Regions from separate parts of the Mus musculus genome. Here region 1 is linked to region 2. The links are chromatin contacts, called in public Hi-C maps. All regions are on one chromosome and are shown on one strand. The core of a region is the stretch at or near the end of the contact, and the rest is flanking DNA. Distances in the headings are between cores, read along the strand shown. Region 1 overlaps Acat1 (acetyl-Coenzyme A acetyltransferase 1). Region 2 overlaps Slc35f2 (solute carrier family 35, member F2).

Region 1 (4,882 bases), core at 1,497-3,996, 200 kb after region 2:
CTCAATTACCAATTGATGGAGAGGGTCCAGCCCCTTATGGGTGGTGCCATCCTTGGGCTGGTGGTCCTGGGTTCTATAAGAAAGCAGGCTGGGAAGCCTGGGGGAGCAAGCCAGTAAGCAGCACCCCTCCATGGCCTGTGCATCAGCTCTTGCCTCCAGGTTCCTACCCTGTGTGAGTTTCTGTCCTGACTTCCTTGGGTGATGAACAGCAGTGCAGAAGTGTAAGCCCAGTAAACTGTTTCTTCCTCAACTTACTTTTTGGTCATGATGTTTCATTGCAGCAACAGAAACCCTAAGACACCCAGAAGTGACATCAGAGCCTCAGCAAGCATTCCCCTACTGAGCTCTACTCTCAGCCCTCCCTGCCTTGTCCTCTCTTGTTACAATAGGCTGGCCATTCCCTGTGCCTCAGACGCCTAGTTCTCCCTAAGGCTGACTCTGCTTTTCAGCCCCATGGCCAGCCCAGAGAGGCTTTTTTGACCATGTAAGATAGATAGGCTGCAGCTACTCCGGGCTTCTTGTTTGCTGCTTTCTTAAAGTGTTACTGGGAATATGGTTTTTTCAGCCTTGTTAGTAAACATCAGACTTTGTTCTCACACATGTTTAGCACTTGCTACCCTCACTGAGATAAGTAAACAATATCTTGTCATTTACTCTTCAGGTTTTTGGTGTTGGGATTTGTCTGTGAGATCCTGTCACAAACAAACAAAACAAAACAAAACAAAACACCCCAGTGAAGTTAGCCTACATAATTTGTTTTGAAATCATTGATCTGGTTTGAGATCTCTGGCTTCTGTCTGTTGTTGCCCTGTGTCATGGAGATCCTGCAGCTTTGTTGGAAATGCAGGACTGGCCCTTTCACATGTCCCAACCTTTAGCAAATGATATATGTTTTGGGGTGGACCAACTCAGAGCCCTGGATCTGGGCATGTGTGGTAGCAGAGCTGGTCAGCTCGTCGGCTCTCCCTTATCTGCACACCAAGGCAAGCTCTTTAGCACTGGTCTGGATAGGCCACCCAGTGCCACCATCAGCAGGAGGCAAGATCAGCTCTCTTGCTCTCATGCCCTTGGGTCCAGCTCACCCACACCCCGGACACCAGGGCCGGGTCCATTGTGCAGCCAGGGCGAGGTGCAGGGCCCACTCTCCTGAGTGCGCTGCTGGTGAGAGATGGGGTGGGTTCTCCAGAGTACAGCATCCAGTGAGGGGCAGGGCCAGTTATGCCCAGCCCATGGACATTCACAGGGTCCCTGGCAACTGTCCCAACCAGGACAGCCCATGTTCTCTAGTGATAATCTGAGTCATGGACATCGATACCAACCCTGCCTAGCCACAGACTCAGACATGTCTCTCAGAAGCAACTTGGGCTGGGCTGGGACCTCACCATGGCCCCAGTTGGCAGGGCTGGCCACTCACAGCAGGCTACTCCTCTCCACACTCGACTTTGCTGTCCCATCTCTCTTTGTGATGCTCAAGCTGCTCCACTTCTGTTTCTCTTCCCATCTGACTACCACACACTTACACATTATGTTGGTTCCCACTGCAGGATGCCCACAAGGCTGGCAGGCCCCTGGGTGACATCCTTCATCCATTCTGTGTGGTGTGGAAACGAGCTGGTGTCTGTGGCCATGTGCTGGAGGGCAGGTCTGTGGGTGTCATGGTAGTCTGTAGGTCTCTGTCTGTGCTGCCTGGATTTGATTTGATTTGGTTTGATTTTTATGAGTCCTAGATATAAGACAGCTTTGCCCACCAAGCCAGGCATTGAGCTAGGATGCACAAAGGACCGCCATCTGCTCTGCCCTGACTGATACAAGAACAGCACCACCATGCATTTTGCCCATCGCTGGGGGGCAGGATGATGGTATGGATGGGTGGATGGACGATTGATAAATATATCTTTTAAAAGTATTGATACTGATAGTACTAGCATATCTGTTCGATTCCATAAAGGTATACCATTGTTTTCTGTTACATACCCAGGATGGTGATTAGAGCCACATACATATCTGGATAAAAATCCATACCTATTACTATATATGAGTATGTTTCATAAAAAATAGCTTTGCATGTGCATACGGGCAACCACCTATAATACCGGGCTTCTCTCATGTGCAGGCAATAAATTTCTTATCCCAGCATTGATAACCATAGTAGTCTGGATCTCACAGGTATCCAGACTACCATGCAATTTCTGAATCGTTTATTTGCTTTTGTTCCAGACAGTATTGACCTTGTTCAGAGCCAACAGTGATAAAGTGGCAAAGATAACAGGAAGCAAGAACAAGGAGACATTGCAGGCATGGGAGATGTCAGAGTTCACTGCATGTGGGCTGTGTGTTCAGTTACATGTTCTAGGCTAGAGTTGTTGAAGAGCATTTATGTGCTTATGGAAAGATCTAGAAGGAAGAGAGAAAGGAGATAGGAGAGTGTGTATATGGCATGAGAGCCACAGTGGACACACAGGGACCCTTCAGTGACAATGAGCCTGACATCTGCAAGACTGCTGGGACACAGTGGGACACAGCCCTGCTTTACAGCAGCTATGGGAATTATTCTGGGGTAGTACTGGGATTAGACCCAGGGACTTGGATATACTAAGCACACACACTGCCACTAAGCTACACCATCCATTCAGAAAGGGAAATGTGTGAAGAGATGTAAGACAAATTCTTGGATATTCATAGACAGGAAATAGGCACAGCTGGCCTTGCTAGGCCCTAAGTAGAAAATGACTCACCAAGGACTCTCCTGGCTCTGGCAGTGTGCCACTTCCTGTTTCTTGAGTATGTTTTTGCTATACATTTCATTCTCTACTAATTTGTGGCTTCTCTCTCTGGCTCCCCCGCCCCATCATGATTCAGCTGAAGTACCCATTGTCAACTGACCCAGGCTCTCAGGGTGCCAACCAGGTTAAGTCTAGTCTATTCTTGGTGCCACCAACTCTAGAGCTGTCTTATGGAGTTGTCTTATGGTAGCAAGGACTGGCATATTTATCATGTCAGAATTTTTATTCAGAGTTCTATTGCAGACAGTGTGAGAGTAGACAAGCAGCTTATGTATAAACAGTAGCATGGCTTTTATCGATGTAGAAGGCATGGTTGGGGAGCACAGCCATTGAACACATGCACTTGGGCCTTAGATGTGTTTATGGTCATGGCTGAGTGCACTGTCTGAAGCTCAGGAGAGTAAGAACAATGTGTATCTTCTTAATTTAATGTCTTTTTTTCTTTTCAAGACAGGGTTTCTCTGTGTAGCCCTGGCTGTCCTGAAACTCACTCTGTAGACCAGGCTGGCCTCGAACTCAGAAATCCACCTGCCTCTGCCTCCCGAGTACTGGGATTAAAGGTGTGCGCCACCACTGCCCAGCTTAATGACAGTCTTTAAGAAATGCAGATATGGGGCTGGTGAGATGGCTCAGTGGGTAAGAGCACCCGACTGCTCTTCCGAAGGTCCAGAGTTCAAGTCCCAGCAACCACATGGTGGCTCACAACCATCCATAAAGAGATCTGACTCCCTCTTCTGGAGTGTCTGAGGACAGCTACAGTGTACTTTAAATAAATAAATAAATCTTAAAAAAAAAAAAAAAGAAATGCAGATATGGGTTGGGTTTGGTATTGGGGGAACTTGATTTCAAGTCTTGCCTTGGCTACATATACATAGTAAGACCCTGTCTAAAACAATACTTTTAAAAGTATAGATATAGTAGCTGTTTCATTTCAGTCGGAATAAACACAGGCTAGTTTAATAGCAACTGGTATCAAGTATTGTGTTAATATAAGATTTCAACAGACGGATGATAGAACAGGAGCACGCTTTTCAGGGGAGCCCTGAAGTTTGAAGACCACTGCTCAGACCAAGGGACCACTCTCCGTTGAACCCCAGGGGCAGCTTGCTTATGGTAGAGGTCTTGTTGTCCTTACGGAACCCTAAGGAATATGTCCAAGTGATCCCCTCGCTTCTCGACAAGCATGCATTGCTGCTGGGGGGTAAGCCCAGGGCACGGGAGCTCAATCCCTGCAGGGCCTCAAGGGTTTGGCTGAACAAAAATAGGATCGAATAATTTTATGCATTTTGGTCATTTCTCCTGTGACACAGCAAGGACTAAAGACCTCTTCAAAATGGAAGATATATTTTGTGATGTTATCATTTTTAAAACCGGATCTTGACCGAGTTGTTTGTATAGCAGAGTTGATTGTGTGCACTTCCACCTTCACATTCTCTCACACTCTCCCTGAGGAGAACCATCTTTGGAGTCTGTCATGTCGAGCTGCCTCTGCCATACACTTCTGTCATTCACATACTTTGTGAAACCCAGTTTGGTTACCATGGCTGTTTCCGTTTATAACTCCAGTGTCAAATTTATGTTTTGTTTAATCTGAGTTTTAAGCGGAAATTTTAGATATCCACATTCAGTTAGGATAAAGTGTTTAATCTGTGAAAATCCAAATTCTTGGGTCACCTGAAAGTCTAGGCATTTGCAGGGCTGTTGATTGCTCTTCATGAGCTCTAACTGCACACTAACTGCTGCCAGCTGCTGTCTGAATGTCAGGCCTGCTGACCTCAGAGTCTAGCTGCAGATCAGCTAGGGTTTGAACTCTGCTCTACATTTTCAGAACCTCCTCTGTTGACATTTGTTTCTACAAATAGTGTGGAAAGAATTAAGGTGCTTCTCCTTCTGTTCTAATGAATGTGATGCAAAGGATCAGCCAGAACCTCACAGCTAGGCAAGCCTTGTGTCACTGTGCCACTGAGCTACACTCCAGCCCCCGCCTTAATTAAGAATTATCTGGCAATATAGGCCATATTCCATGGCGTGTGTTTGCCTGTGTAAATCAAGAGGCATCATTGGAAGGCTTGTGGAGTAACAGCAAGCTTTACTTAAAA
Region 2 (4,507 bases), core at 900-3,399:
AGTGTTCTTTACCACTGAGCCATCTCTCCAGCCCCAAGTTATAGATTTCAAATGTGATGTAAGGTTAAACAACAGTAGTTGGAGCAATCAAATATTTTCCCATTCATTATTTTAGACTCATCTATTTTTATTTTATGTGTATGAGTGTTCAGCCTGCATCTACATCTACGTGCTATGTATGTGCTGGTGCCCTTGGAGGGCAGAAAAGAGAGTTTAGTCTCTTGGAAACAGAGTTATAATGGTTGTAAGCCATCATGCTGGTGCCGAGACCCAACCCTCCAAGGTCCTCTGGCAAAGTAACAAGAGATCTCAACTGCTGAGATATTTCTTGAGCCCCTACTTACTAATTTAAAAAAAAAAAAAAACCAGCAGTGATGGCACATGCCTTTAATCCCAGCACTTGGGTGGCACAGGCAGGTGGATTTCTGAGTTCAAGGCCAGCCTGGTCTACAGAATGAGTTCTAGGACAGCCAGGGCTACACAGAGAAACCCTGTCTCGAAAACCAAAAGAGAAAAAAACATGTGCAAGGTCCCATACACACATGTTCACAGTGTGCCCCGGAGGGGAGAGGACCATTTACATTTTCTTCTCTGTCACGTTGGTGTCATGTTGGTCCTAGGGATTGAAGCCAGGTCCTCAGGCTAGACAGCAAGCATCCTCACCTCCTGGGGCATTTTGCCGACCCTTCAAGTATAAGTCATTACACTTTGTTGTAAGTCACTCCCCATCCCTGATTGTCCTGCCCTCTGCCCCCTTCTCCCCTTCTTCCTTTCGTTTTCATGAAAAGTTTTAAATTCTTACAGCTGTATGCCGCTGATGATTGTTCCAAATAGTCCCACCATTCCTAAAAATTCCTGTCTGCTCAGCTTCTTCACGATGTATTCTTCACACACGTTAGACACAGCATACAGGGAAGCCCCAAGCAGGACTAAGATGTCACCAATAAGAACATCACTCCCTACAGGGCAGCAAGGCACAAAAAGAAATGTGTTGTCAATGGGTGAGCCAGGAGTTAGCAAACACTGATCATTTGAGTAAAACTTTATTGAATCCTAGCTTCTGTAAGTCTAAAGGCTCTCACCCTTACTGTCTGGCACAACACTGACACCGTTTTCACATTTTTACTCCCTGGGAGACCAACAGAGTGGAAGATGGTACTGTGTAGCATCCTGAAAGAAAGCCATTTAAAGACAGGACAAGTTCACAGACTGTAGTGCAGGGAATTTGTTAGAACTTCGGGAAAGGATGCTAGGTGAAAGAAATGGTTTTATTTTGATCCAAGGAGATACTAAGGTTATCTTGGAGATCTGGTAAATTCAGACCTGGTTTAGCATCTATATTGTGAACTGAAATATTCCAACCAGGCAGTAGTGGCACCCACCTTTAACCCAAGACAGCCAGGGATACACAGAAAAAAAAAAAAAAAGAAGAAAAAATCCTGTCTCAAAAGAAGAAAAGAAAAAGAAAAGGAAAAAGGAAGAGAGGGAGGGAGGGAGGAAGAAGGAAGGAAGGAAGGAAGGAAGGAAGGAAGGAAGGAAGGAAGGAGGGAGGGAGGGAGGAAAGAAAGAGAGAGAGAGAGAGAGAAATATACTAAAACACTCAGATCAAAACAAACAGCCAGGTCTCTTTTTTGATGGAAATGAAACACTACCACCTGAGAGTGGTGCTGAGTAGGATGTCCTCCCACTGCCGTGGGGGTGGGGGTGGGGGTGGGGGTGGGGTGGGGTGGGAGCTGAGGAAGGAGGGTTTTGAATTTTTGAGTTCAAGAAAAGAAAGGTAGGGAGAGGAAAGGATGGAAAGAAAGGAAGGAAGAGGGAAGGAAAGAGAGAAGAAACAAAGAAAAGGGGAGGAAGAAAAAGAAACAAAAGAATGCCATAAAGGGGAGAAAAGAGAGCTAGCTCAACAACAGAGGGTTTTGGAAAAACACATCCAAAGTGATTTAAGAGAAAGATGATTTCTACAAATATATTCAAAACAAAATTTTAAACACGTTTAAATGGGGAAAGGCAGCTAAACAAGAAAACAACCACCAAATGTTTAGCAGCAAATGAGAAAGTGCTACAGGAAGTGCTGAGGAAGCCAGCACACCTCACTGAGGAGGGGCCAGCCCAGCAAGCCTGCTCCCCCGCACTAGTTCACAGCACGGACTCCTGCTGAGTTCCTCTATCACCCACTTCAGTCAGTGTAACTCTGCCAGACTAACAGGTGTAAGTGATACAGTCTCACCTGAATTATCTTCTCGCCCAGCTAATATGTCTGCACCAACCATGGTCCCTACACCCAGCAGACAGACAAACACAGCAATGAAGTGGATCACTTTGTATCTTGCCCGGAGAATAAACCAGGAGAGAGCCATCAACACAGGAATCCCAAAGCAATCCAAGAGCTGCAGGGAAAAGAAAAGCACGCAGCCTCAACCACTTCAGCAGCATAATTAACAAGAGAAAGCACTTAGGGAACATTTGTTATTGCTGACCCTGAACGCAAGCACTTACCAGAGCTGCAGTCCCTCTGTGAGATTTGGGACTGCAAACCTGTTTTAGATGTGCATACAAAACCCCAAAGGCTAAAGAAAGATTAGTTGCCCCAAATTATATGGTTAAAAGTCAGGCTCGAGGTGGGGGGTGGGGGGTGGGGGGTGGAGGCTGGAGAAAAAATGGTTAAGAGCACTGACTGCTCTTCCAGAGGTCCTGAGTTCAATTCCCAGCAACCACATGGTGGCTCACAATCATCTCTAATGGGATTTGATGCCCTCTTCTGATGTGTCTGAAGACAGCAACAGTGTACTCATATATATAAAATAAAAGTAAATAAATAAATACCCCCTCCCCTGCCGCCAAAAAAAAAAAAAAAAAAAAAGAAGTCAGGCTGGGGATGCAGCTCAATTAATAGAGTGTTTGCCTAGCGGGCACAAGGCCCTGGGTTTGATCTCCAGTGCCATATAAAACAGTACTTTAGAGGCAGGAGGAAGAGCAGATCAAGGTCATCTTTGGCTACATAGCAAATTCTAGACCAGCCTGACATACACCAAACCTTCCTCGAAACAGAAAACACCCAAAGGCTGAATCTGTTCATCCTACCCAGGAGCCTCTGCTTTCCCCTCTGTTTATCTTTAAACTCGGAAGGCAGAGTTTCCTTCCAGTACATCCATTTACTCCACCAACAGACATTTAGTAAGCATGACCAGTGTCCAGGACTCTGTAAGAGGGTTTGGGTGTTCAGTTCAAGTACAAAGCACTTGTCTGGCAAGCACCGGGCCATGGGGGTGATGTGGGGCACATCATAAGAGGAGTTGGAATATAAAATTGAACAAGGTAGAAGCCCTATCCTGAGGAGCACAGACTAAACTGGACAGACACGAAATTAGACATCACAAAGTCCAATATTCAATTGTAACTGAGCAAAGTATTACCAAGTACAGGTTACAGTGAGGCAACGAACAGAAACCATCTCCCTGACAGAGAGGTCAGTTCTACCATGTGAGACATGCTTGATCCCAGCACAGACTCCTGTTCATTTTTAGCATATGTTTCTCCATCATTTGGGGTCCATAAGATACTTGCTGTAACCCCTTTAACTGCTCTTCTTATCAAACGGGGACAATGAGTATTCAAACTATAGCAAATTCAAAATCGATGGCAAGATAGGAAAAAAGAGTGAATTAAGGTTCTCAGCTCTTCTGAACAAAGAATTCTCACCTGAGGAATACCGAATGGCAGAGAAGCACCTGAAAAAATGTTCAACATCCTTAATCATCAGGGAAATGCAAATCAAAACAACCCTGAGATTCCACTTCACTCCAGTCAGGATGGCTAAGATCAAAAATTCAGGTGACAGCAGATGCTGGCAAGGATGTGGAGAAAGAGGAACACTCCTCCATTGTTGGTGGGATTGCAGGCTTGTACAACCACTCTGGAAATCAGTCTGGTGGTTCCTCAGAAAATTGGACATAGTATTACCAGAGGATCCCGCAATACCTCTCCTGGGCATATGTCCAGAAGATGCCCCAACTGGTAAGAAGGACACATGCTCCACTATGTTCATAGCAGCCTTATTTATAATAGCCAGAAGCTGGAAAGAACCCAGATGCCCCTCAACAGAGGAATGGATACAGAAAATGTGGTACATCTACACAATGGAATACTATTCAGCTATTAAAAAGAATGAATTTATGAAATTCCTAGGCAAATGGATGGACCTGGAGGGCATCATCCTGAGTGAGGTAACACATTCACAAAGGAACTCACACAATATGTACTCAGTGATAAGTGGATATTAGCCCAAAACCTAGGATACCCAAGATATAAGATACAATTTGCTAAACACATGAAACTCAAGAAGAATGAAGACTGAAGTGTGGACACTATGCCCCTCCTTAGAAGTGGGAACAAAACACCCATGGAAAGAGTTACAGAGACAAAGTTTGGAGCTGAGACGAAAGGATGGACCATGTAGAGACTGCCATATCCAGGGATCCATCCCATAATCAGCCTCCAAACGCTGACA

Evidence for each region. A called contact is a pair of places that touch in the nucleus more often than the background predicts.
Region 1: a Hi-C map of CD8 T cells shows a contact between it and region 2, with 2.7 times the contacts expected there. The contact joins two enhancer-like sites. A contact is called at or near these places in 11 of 484 Hi-C or Micro-C datasets (the BV-2 cell line, CD4 T cells, CD8 T cells and 6 more), 1 of 115 datasets of contacts at active chromatin or transcription factors (bone marrow-derived dendritic cells) and 2 of 9 other capture datasets (adipose tissue and liver).

Annotation. Positions count from the first base shown.
Region 1 is chr9:53,601,440-53,606,321 of GRCm38.p6, reverse strand. The region is part of intron 1 of Acat1 (acetyl-Coenzyme A acetyltransferase 1); the gene reads left to right. Among named protein-coding and RNA genes, the nearest start is that of Acat1, 6.5 kb to the left of the region's middle. Within about 2 kb of position 2,746, at least 115 of the 459 cell types and tissues checked have an H3K27ac peak or open chromatin away from gene starts, as enhancers often do. A contact at or near this core is called in CD8 T cells, where this site is marked.
Region 2 is chr9:53,804,498-53,809,004 of GRCm38.p6, reverse strand. Slc35f2 (solute carrier family 35, member F2) reads right to left here. Exons shown (of 8, transcript NM_028060.3): 4 at 2,228-2,387; 5 at 803-959. Among named protein-coding and RNA genes, the nearest start is that of Slc35f2, 35 kb to the right of the region's middle. Within about 2 kb of position 2,149, at least 40 of the 459 cell types and tissues checked have an H3K27ac peak or open chromatin away from gene starts, as enhancers often do. A contact at or near this core is called in CD8 T cells, where this site is marked.